Regions from separate parts of the Rattus norvegicus genome. Here region 1 is linked to region 2. The links are chromatin contacts, called in public Hi-C maps. All regions are on one chromosome and are shown on one strand. Each heading gives the region's core, a stretch centred on a gene start, on an enhancer-like site or on the middle of the called end of the contact. The rest is flanking DNA. Distances are from core to core; before and after follow the strand shown.

Region 1 (5,581 bases), core at 2,355-4,854, 330 kb after region 2:
CATCTCAGCATTTCTCAGAATCAGTGCATGATCCTAAATCCAAAAATCACACTTGTTTTTCCTTGCTGATTTCTGAAGCAGAAAGCCCTCCTTTTAGCAGTAACTGTCCTTTTCATTTGACAGCCCCCTGAAGAGTTTCAACCAAACTGTAAAGTGGCCCCTTTCAAAACTGTAAAGAATTTACTTTTGCATTATGATTTGACTAAGTTCAATCTTTGTGATCTTACAGTCATTTTTAATCTACTACTTATGAATTTTAGGCTCTAGCTCTTATGAATCGAAGGTAAATCAAGTCCATAAAAATGTTGCCTGTTGCTGGATACTAGAATCAATGCCAGGCCCCATAGCTGGAGCCAGTAAGTCCCACACTGACCATGATTCCCTCAAAGGGTGTGGGAGGCGGGATCTGCAAACTGCATGGAGAATATTAAGAAAGCGATTTCAGAATGACCTCCCATTCATATTTTTAAGCAGGGTTTTCAATGTGAGGCGTGATCTTCATACTGAGCTACTGAAACGGAGACAGCAAAAGCATTTTCCAAGCTGATAAATCACAGGCTGGCTTATCACTCTTCTGGCCAAAGATCCCTGATATAGCCCATCATCTCCATCTCAAGAAATCAAATAGTTCACATAAACCTTTGTACTCTACTCTGGGTAAGTGAATGGAGCCCACTCCGCCATACACCACAGACTCCAGAGGAACAGATTACTGGATGTTTGGTGGAGACAAGTGCTAAGGAATGGCATGCAAATGCTCTTGACATGTGCACCTTTGGTTAAAGACAGCGCAATACATTGACAGACATCAGGACCTGTGGAATGCACGATTGCTAGGAAACGCACGCTGCTAGGAAACAGAACAGATCTGATGGTATCTTCCAGGGTAAAGACTGTAAATCACTGGGTTGCAAACTGCTAAAAGTAGAGAGGAAGTATTCTACCATCCTCAGAAATGTTTGCAAGTACAGAAACTTTCACAGAAACCCCCCAGAAAGGAAGAAAAAAAAAAACCATAGGAAGCAAGACTCTAGGGGCGAAATCATAAATCTAAGTTGTTTTTTTTTTATAATGGTCATGGTCATGTATAATATCTCCTATAAATATTTTATAAAGTATAACTTAATCAAAATTAGGCATGAGTGAATGATCCAGTACTTGTCCTTTGTAACCTATGTCTTATGGTCAGAACCTTAATAAAAGTACACTTAAAAATAAAGGACACTTCTACAAAAACATGTTTTTAAGTTAACTAGAACCTACCCACTTTGCACAGACATCAAAGTAGTCAGAAGTAATATACAACTAAGTATTGCAATATATTTTACTTATTGTATTTTTCAAGAGTTATCTTTGCAAGCATAAGTTTATTAAGAAGTGTTTATCTCTGTACATCTGTTACGCGTTCCTTCACTGCTAAAAGGAGAAAAAACACAAAACAAAACAACTGAAGGAAGGGATTTCAGCATAAACATCCTCTTGTTTCCTACACAAATGATCCTCTTTGGGTGACACTGGAAAACAACTGGCAATTTTACGTGTAGTGCGCATACAGACAAATTGAGTGCGAGAACTGCTGACCACTTAGTACATTATAGACTGAAAAATGAATTAGGGAGCTTCCTAACCTCTGTTATCTCATAGACAAATGCAGCTGACTTTCCAAATGCAAAAAAAAAAAAAATCACTAAAGTGATCCCTTGCAGATTCTACGACACCATTCTCTAACTAGCGATGACAAGACCATATGACACTAAAATTAGCAGACCTCCTATTTACTTCAGAGCAAAACACAGAAGGCATTTTTTTCCCCTTCCGCCAGAGTCTATGTGTCTTCTTTCTCTGGCAGCTGGCTGCAAGGATATAAAATCAGAGGTGCAAGCAGCCCTTACACTTCCTAATGAGTAATCCACCCAGGAAAGTAAACACAACAGACACCAGCAGGTTCAGCTCTGAGGAAGACAGTGGCAAAGATGCTTACACTGTTGTTTACAATGTTCTCTCTCTAACTACTGCAGTCAGGGGCCATGGGAGCCTCAGGGAGGAGACACTTGGGAGGTGGCTCCCAAGCCTCCAGTTTGCCCAACTCACTGGCTATCGATAAAAGCAACACACGTTTCTATTCGGGCGAAGAATGTGGCCAGATCATTCCAGAGACCAAGGTTTCTGCGGGCTACACTTGATTACCGCAAATCTGCGAGAGGTGACTGCTCTAGCAGGTCCAATCAAGGCCAATTTGGGATACGTGGAGCGCTGCACCAGCGACTCCAAACATTGCATAGATCTCCAGGGGAGAGGGAACCTGCCGCCAGCTTCCTCACAACCCCACTGGGGGCCCTTGGGGCCTCCTCAAACCAGATTTTCCAGCTAAGCAGATCCCAAGCGATTTCTATGAACAAGCTTCTCTCAAAGAGCTCCCCTATCCCTGCACAGGTCTCCCCGCCACCCTAAACGCGCAGGATCCTAGACACTCAGATAACACGCTCGCGGACCACTGGCCAGCTTCCCCTACAAACACAGGGCTGCACTGCTGGACGTCTGGCATGCTCAGCAGCCTCCTCTCGGCAGGGACTAGAGGCTGTCTAGTGCTGGTCCTTGCGCTTCACTTCAGCCCAGAGACTGTCCATCTCCCAAGAGAAGCACCCAGGTGCCAGCTCGCCTACCTGTAACCCGCCACCAGGGCCACCACTGCTCTGCCCACCGCACCCTGGCGCTGCGGCCGCCCGACCCCATTGAACATCCTTTCTACACTGGGTGCTCTCTCCCGGCACAGCTCAACCCCGTGACACCCACGAAAGTGACAGCTTTCTCCAGCTAAAATCGCTCAACAAAGCCTAGGCACTCCGGTCTAAATAAAACTGCCCGGCTATGAGAGATGTCTGGAGGCAACACGGTTCCACTTCTCAGGGGCACGACCTGGACAATCTCAGCCACCTTGGATGCTCTAAGGCAGGCGTCCAGGGAGGATCATGCCAGGCTCACCACCCCACATTCGCCATCACCCCCGAACTGCGCTCCTCACCCGGTCCCTGTTCATCCTCCAACCCGTTCCCACGTCCAGTGTTGCTCCAGCCTAGCTGAGGAAAGGCGCCCCCTCGGCTGCTTCTGCCCCGACCAAAGGACAGCATTGGGGTGACAGGGGAGGGAAAATGCGCGGGGTGGGATTCGTCCCTGTCACCCAGCTTGCGCGACTGACAGAACGCGGGTTCTCCTCTCCTCTACATCTCCCTGTGTCACCGGGTCGCCCAGTAGCTGATAGAACCTCGAACCCATGCCAAACCCCAGCGCCCACCAGCCAGGAGGCTCCCTTCCCGCCCCGCATCACGATCAGATGAGTGTGCGCATGAGGGCGAGTGTGCGAAGGCGAATGTGTGAGTGGAAGGGTGAGTGTACGTGAACCCCGCACCCCCTCGGTTGCCCGCCCATCGGATGCCTCCGCCTGCGCCCGACCAGGGCGACCACAATTATGAAGAGTGCAAGGAATAAATTACCTTTCGTAACCGCTGGTCCCTGAGATGGTCCCATCAGTTGCTCAACAACCTGCAACCCGGTGCAGTTTTCCACAATCCATCCATTGAGCCCCGGGGCAAAAAAAAAAAAAAAAAAAGAAGAAGAAGAAGAAGAAATAAAAAAAAGAAGAAGAAAGAAAGAAAAAGAAAACAGAAAAAAAGATGGACCTGTCCCACTGTAGATACCCCAGTCACACCAAGCAACGAATGATAATCAAAACGCAGAGACGACAGGAGGGTGGAGACCCCAGTCAAAGAAACAACAAAAAGTGTCTCTTTTCCTTTCTTCTTCTACACAGCCATGGAGAAAGGGGAAGCCGGGAAAGCCAAAGCAAGTCTTCCTGTACGTTTCCTCGCTTCACACGCCCCAGGGGGCAAAAGCGGAGCAAAGAGAAGGAGGGTTCAAATGTCTCTCTCAGGGCACAGTTGCACAACTTCGGAGTCAGGCTGTGTCTCTCGCTGCAGCCGGTGGACCCAAGCGGGAGCTATTAACATGCGGCAGTCATAGCTAGAGCTGCTTTCCCTCCTCCTGCAGCCGCCGCCGCCGCCGCCGCCGCAAGAAAAGCCGCTGCTGAGGAGACCAAAAATCTTCCACCATCCCCCCCCCGCAGCCGATCTTTATATCCAGTTCTCCCACCCCACCCCCCTTCTCTTTCTTTTTCTTCTTCTTCCTCGTCCTCCCCTTTCCGCCTCCGAGCGGGAGGGAGGGGATAGGTAGGGGCAGCCGCGAGGACCAGTAGTAGCTTCTCCGCCCAGCCCTCCTCGCCGTCCTCCTCCTGCTGCCCCCGAGGTGCTCCGGCAGTAGAGGGTCCGCTCTGCCGCCCGCAACCCGCTCCGAGAGCCCAGGCGCGAGCCGCGCAAACTCCTTGCCGGGTGTACGGCGTGGACGCGCCGGCAGAGCGGGCGCCGGGCCGCCGAGGGCTGCGTGCCTGCCGCGGGTGGCGAGCCCCGAGCTTCGGTGGTCGCGGATCAGCTCGCCGGCCGTGCCGGGTAGCTTCGGGCATACGGGAGCTTCATCGCCCAGCCCGGGCTCCGAGCCGACGCCGCCACTGCCAACCTCCTCGGCCGCCGGCTTCAGTCCTCTTTTTTTTTTTTTTATTTTATTTTTTTTTCCTCTTCTTGACTCCCCCACCGGAGCCACTGGGGCTCGGGGCGCCCTCCAGACACGCACACGCTCTTCCCCGCGCGCACACACACACGGGCGAGCTCCTGCCACAGCACACCGTGGAGCCCGAGCGCGCACACCCGGAGGAAGAGGACCGAGGCCAAGGAAATAAATAAATAAATAAAAGAGAGAGAAGAAAGAAAGGGGAGGGGGGGCGAGTCACAGGCGGTGGCGGCGGCAGCAGCAGCAGCAGCTGCGGGAGCGGAGGCAGCGCGCAGTCCGCGAGATGCCAGCGGCGGCGGCGGCGGCGGCGGCGGCAGAGGTAGCGGTGGCGGCTTCGCCCTCCCGGCCCTGCCGTGCCATCTGCATCTCCGCTCCTGGGAACTGGAGCGAGCGCAGCGGGCCGAGCGAGCGGAGGGGGCGATCGCGCCCGCAGACAGGCAGCGTGCGCACAGCGGCCAAGGCAGCCGAGGCCGGAGTGAGCCACCGGCGGGGTGACGGGCAGGAGGGCTCCCAGGACCGGGGAGGGGGGCTCCAGGCCGGGAAAGGGGCGGCTAGCAAAACCCGGATCTGGAGTCCGCGAGGGCTCCGCGGGCGCGGGCTCCACCTAGCCGCTCCGCAGAATCTTGGAGATGGGAAGCGCGGGGCGGCTAAGGGAGGCTTCCCTTGCAGGGTTTGTCAGACAAAGGGTACCTCTCTCCTGGGTAGGAGCATGCCTTTATCTCTTTCTCTCTCTCCTCTCTCCTCTGGTTTCCTCTCTCTTTATCCGCTCTCCCTTTCCACTCACCCCCACCACCCCTTCTCTCTGCACTCAATCTCTTCACTCTCCCTGCCTCCCTCTGGTTCTCCTCCCCCACTCTCCTGTAGGTGAATGAGGTACCAGGCTGGGAGTTCTGCCAGTGTCTTTTTTCTTTTTTTTTTCAGGTGCAGATTACTCCACGTGTTCTTTATGCGGGAGCTGACTTCT
Region 2 (5,589 bases), core at 1,802-4,301:
TCTTGTCCTGCAATTTCAAGTAATTACCCAGTGTTTGGTAATTTCTTTCCTGCTTTAGAAATCTATTTCCTTATCATGAAATGTGGAGAGTGAAGGACGGAAGTGATTAATACCATCCTTAAACTCAGAGTCTCAAGTTGAAAGTGATTGATGACACAACACGGGTAGTTCTATGTCTCATAGGTTGTGATGTCATATTTGAGTAGAACAAATAGATTAAATTTTTGTTGAAAGAAAAAACACTGAAAATATTCCCTTCATAATAGACATGGTGAACAGTAAAATGAGCATATAAGTACTCTTAATGATAATAAACATCGTAGAAGATTGCTAAATTACTACATGAAAATGGCAAGTTGACGAAAATGTTCTCACATAGCTGTCATCTTCAATTCATAATTTTAGCTTTTACTACTATGTCAGTTTTCTTACAAGCAGTAGCACTCTCAAGGCTAGACCAAAAGCTACTCCCTCCCCCAAATAGGTGCAAGTTCTTTTAACGAATAACAATACAAAGTCTATATGGAGAATAACTTAGGTCTGGTGATAAGGCTCGAAGTTATGTCACCTGCTTTGCATTCGCAAGGCCCTAAGTTCAATACCTAGGACCTGAAAAAAATACCCAGAAACAAGTGGTGGAATGTAGATCAGAAATAACATCACCTTTAGTATGCCCTAGTGCCAGGTTTATATATTAATTTATATATATATATATATATATATATATATATATGTGTGTGTGTGTGTGTATGTATATATATATATATATATATATATTAAACAGAAGATAAAATTAAGAGCCAAGTAAAGATCTATGTACCTTCTAGATAAGAAGTGAAAAAAAGATTATTTCAGATATTTATTAAAACCACACCTTTCCTACCACATGTTGAATCCTCATTCTTCAAACATGTATATCGAATCCTAAGCCCTCTTACCTCAAAATGAGATCTTATTTAGAAACAGGTCTTTGGGGAGTATAACAGTTAAAATGATAACAGTAGTGTGATCCACTTGTTCACATACAGGGAAAATCTGGGCACACACAGAGAGAAAACACCACAGAATGAAGGCTGGAGGCTTCCCAGGCTTGAGCAGGAATCCACCAGACACCTTCCTCTCATATTTTCAGAGCTGGAGAGTAATAAATTCTGTGTTTAAACTGCCCACCAGCCCTAAGAAGTTAATAATCTCCCATGATGCTAAGATCTGAGCAAATTCTTGCATGGCCCCATCCTAAGATCAAAATAGCCTTAGACTTCTCACAGGCACAAATTTGAAATCATAAATCCTTAGAACACACAGTCCGGAGATCCATGGAAGCACAAGGAAATGACAGAGGAAGGCTGTTTTAGAGAATAACATACTTAATCTCCATTAATAGGCCCTTCAATCCAAAGCATCAGAGACATTAAACACAAATTGATATATCCAAGTCCTACAGACTGGTATTTCTATTCCAATTCCACTTTTTTTGTCCCTTCAACGAGATTAATTTTCTTATAACAGAATCAGTGGTGTCAAAAACAGTGCATCATTAAATATAAATTTTAAGATGACTTCAAAGCACCCTATGCTGAGTTGGAACGTTATATTTAATTATACATAAGGATGGAAAATATGGATTTGACAAAACTAGCCAACAATAATTACATGATATGACAAAATAAAAAGAAATTTATTGAGGAGTGACTGAAGTTGATCTTCGAGCTAAAGACAACTTCTGAACTCAATTTCATTGAGAACTAAAATAATAATTTGGGTTAGTATTTTTCCCTAAGATTTCTTGGTAGTAACTTACAAATATTTATGAGGCAGATTTGGAAAACTGTGTTTCATGAGGAAGAGAAAAATATGCGGAGAATACTTGTTCTCTAAAATGATGGCTAATATTCCTTCAGGAGAATATGGCTTCTATTCAAGATGACAAATGAAGTTAGTAGGTCAAACTGATGAAGAGATGTTCCCTCTCTCGTCTCTTCCCCCTCTCCTCTCTCCTCTCTCCTCTCTCCTCTCTCCTCTCTCCTCTCTCCTCTCTCCTCTCTCCCCACTCTCCTCTCTCCTCTTTTCTCTCTGCTCTCTGCTCTGACCTCTCTCCTCTCTCTACTCTCTTCTCCCCACTCTCCTCTCTCCTCTCCCCACTCTCTTCTCTCCTCTCTGCTATCCCCCTCTCCTCTCTCCTCTTTCCCCACTCTCTTCTCCCCACTCTCCTCTCTCCTCTCTCCTCTTCCCCCACTCTCTTCTCCCCCCTCTCCTCTCTCCTTTCCCCACTCTCTTCTCTCCTCTCTGCTCTCACCTCTCTCCTCTCTCCTCTTCCCCCACTCTCTTCTCCCCCCTCTCCTCTCTCCTCTTTCCCCACTCTCTTCTCTCCTCTCTGCTCTCACCTCTCTCCTCTCTCCTCTACTTCCTTAGCCATTTGAATTTTGTTTGTTTGTTGTTTTAAATCAGTACGTTACATACATTAATTCCTGTGGAAAATAAGACAGGTTAGGAAACCTGTTACTGGTAACATGTCTAGAGCTGGAACGAGATTAGGAAGGAGACACAATATGAATAGTTACATCTTGATGAATTAAAGGTCTGTCCTCCTCCAGAACACATGCTGTTTTCTCAACAGTGTTCTTGTGTCATAGGATGAGGAATAGAATCCAGCCTTTTGAATTATTTTAAAATAGCACTTTAAAGTGATGACAGATGAACAGAAATGAGCTTTTTTTTTTCCTGTCAGAAAAAATGTCTTGTATTCAAGCATTACTTTCCAAAGTGGAGAGGTGTGCTTCATTAGCCATTGTGGCCAGCATGAGTTATCTCGTGAATTTGTTCTTAATTGCATAAATCCAGCGAGTTAGTAACTCCGAGTTTAAAAACTGACAAAAGGTGCAACCCAGCATTGTTCCCGGGTTTCTCTTTCTACTGTGTTTCACTCAAGTGACTAATGGGAGTGTTCTAGTTCGGTACCATGATAGGACTCATGGAAGAGGCTGGGAAGGTTTCCTCATGCTGCCTGGTTACGTGGGGACTAACAACATTGGAACGGCTTCCTTCGTAGGCAGTGAGTCAGTAAGCGCTTCTGGAAATGTTGCTACCAGAATCTCATCATATGACTCAGCAGAGGGTGGCTACAGATCAAAAGCAAAGAAGAAAATGCCCTGACGACATGGCCATTATTAAAGAAAAGGGACATTCAGGGAGTATCAGGTGTCAGATTCGATTGTTCAATATTGCTTCTAGAATTTTATTTACGCTATTGTATTGTGGGCACCTCCATATACCGCAACCTGAGAGTCGAGATCACATGGCAACTCTGTCGAGCAGCTCTCTGCTGCCTTTTTAGGTGGGTCAAGCTCAGGTCACCAGCTATCAAAATGAAGTCTCCTCATTTGTACATAAAGATCGGTTTTCCTGGTAAGCCATATTACTAGCTCACAAAGTAAATTTTTTGTCTTATAAGATTATATATGTGTAATATACTCATATATATTCATATATGACACCAGACAAAAAAATGTTCACCCTGACAAGAATGCAAACAAATAAGGCACATAGGTACAAATATTTTATTCTTGATTTTCTTGTTTCCTACATTTTGAGTAACACTTTCCTCTCTATGGCACTGGCAGGAAACAAAGTAACACACAACAAATATGTCAACACTCTAAGTGCAAAATATTATAAAGCATGAACATGTGTGCTGGGGAGAGCGACTGCCAGTGTGTCAGACTCGCTGACTATTAGCGAACACGTACGAGCCAAATTCAGCCTAATCATACTCAGTGGTACGGTGGGTGCAATCCAAGCTTTTATTTTTAAACTTTTCCATTTCCCTAATTTTTATTTAACTATCCACCAAGGCCACAAACAAAGGCAGCTCCCACTGGCAGATGACGGACAACCGAATAAAGCCATCCGACTCACCAGACAAAAGTGAACAGGGATGGAAATACAGTTTATAAGCACTGAGTCATCTCTCTGCAAATAAATCAGTTCATTGACTGCTCAGACCACAAAGGCTGGAATGCGATGGGGTGAGGGGGCGGCAAGGGCTGGGGATATTGGCGGTGTTGACAGCAATAATTAAGTAGCTACCCCAGCTAAGTGCTTACTTGGGACCAAGCACAGTGCTAAGTGTGTTATATAAACTCATTTATCCTTACGTAGAACAATATGTGATGAAATTCATAATCCTCAAGTATGACTAAGCTCTCGTTCTGCACCAATACCCCTGCTCAGAATTATTCTCATTAATCCTTATTAAAATGATTTTACACACAGTGTTCTCTTTCCCTTCTTGAGGCAACAGTTGTATAATCTCCCATTCACCAACAGAGCAAAAAAAAGGAAAGTTCAAGTCCTAGGACCATTGTTTAACAGCATTTTGGAACACGAAAATAGATTTGGATACAATAGATATATTCTTGGGAGGAAGTGGTGCCGGTTTCTGCCAGCAGCTTAATAAGGGCCCTCTTTAAAGTAAAGTAGACCCATTGTAGGAATCCTCAGAGACTCGGAGAAAAACAACTGAGTAATCACCATGATGGGTGCCCAACTATTTTAAAGGCAGGAGATATGAATGTAGATAAATGATGGTGATAGATAGATGATGGATGGATAGATAGATAGATAGATAGATAGATAGATAGATAGATAGATAAATAGATAGATAGATAGATAGATGGATAATAAGTGGATGATATGTATAGACAGATAGGAGGTTAGGTGATAAGAAATAGTGAGATAGAATAAAAAGTAGGTAGCTCTCTACAAAAGAGAAGACGGTCTATTAAATTTTATCTCTTTAGTAAAAGACAGAGGGCAAAATAATTAATTTTACATTAGTGTTTTACCAAATAGCAATTCCAAAGTATCATTTTTCTGGCCCCCTAAAATGCACAGTAAAAAAATTCAATAAGGAAAGTGGCCGGGCAGCAGTTTGTTTGTTTGTTTCTTTCTTTGTTTGTTTCTTTGTTTGTTTCTTCCTTCCTTCCTTCCTTCCTTCCCTTCTTTCTTTCTTTCTTTCTTTCTTTCTTTCTTTCTTTCTTTCTTTCTTTCTTTCTTTCTTAAGACAGGGTTTATCTGCGTAACCCTTGCTGCCACTCTATAGACAAGGCTGGCCTTGGCCTCAGACCTGCCAGCTTCTGCCTCCTGAGTGCTGGGATGAAAGGCGTGCACCACCACCATCACCCAGCTTTTCAGCAGACAAATGTTTTAAAGTAGAATTCTATAAAACCTCCATTCAAGAAGGATGTTATCAAACCTTATAGTAAGGAATTTGGGATACTATATGGTAGAAGTTAAGTCAACATGCGCACGTAAGAATGTCAAAGAGAAATTAAAAAAAAGAATCTCCTGTTGGATGAACCCTCACATCCAATAAAACATGAGGTATATTCTTTAGCCAAGGAGCCCAAGGGCAAACTTCCATTGTAACAAAACCACACCCTGTGGGAGATTCCTAAGGTTATTTTTGAGTGCTCTTATTAATTGTGACTCTGGGGACCTAAGGCACTTTAGCATTAAAGAGTGAAAGACAAGCAGTCAGCCTGCTGGATAATTTTACATTACTAATGACTTATAAATGCCACTGAAAGG

What was found. Hi-C and Micro-C count contacts between places; a contact is called where the count stands out from the background.
Region 1: a Hi-C map of prefrontal cortex shows a contact between it and region 2, with 2.4 times the contacts expected there. The contact joins the promoter of Adgrl3 here to the enhancer-like site in region 2. A contact is called at or near these places in 2 of 12 Hi-C or Micro-C datasets (Schwann cells and prefrontal cortex) and 1 of 1 datasets of contacts at active chromatin or transcription factors (oligodendrocytes).

The regions. Positions count from the first base shown.
Region 1 is chr14:27,454,500-27,460,080 of GRCr8, forward strand. Adgrl3 (adhesion G protein-coupled receptor L3) reads right to left here and starts at 3,605. Exons shown (of 28, transcript NM_130822.2): 1 at 3,492-3,605.
Region 2 is chr14:27,123,675-27,129,263 of GRCr8, forward strand. The region is part of intron 5 of Adgrl3 (adhesion G protein-coupled receptor L3); the gene reads right to left. Among named protein-coding and RNA genes, the nearest start is that of Adgrl3, 330 kb to the right of the region's middle. Within about 2 kb of position 3,052, at least 26 of the 93 cell types and tissues checked have an H3K27ac peak or open chromatin away from gene starts, as enhancers often do. A contact at or near this core is called in Schwann cells and prefrontal cortex, where this site is marked.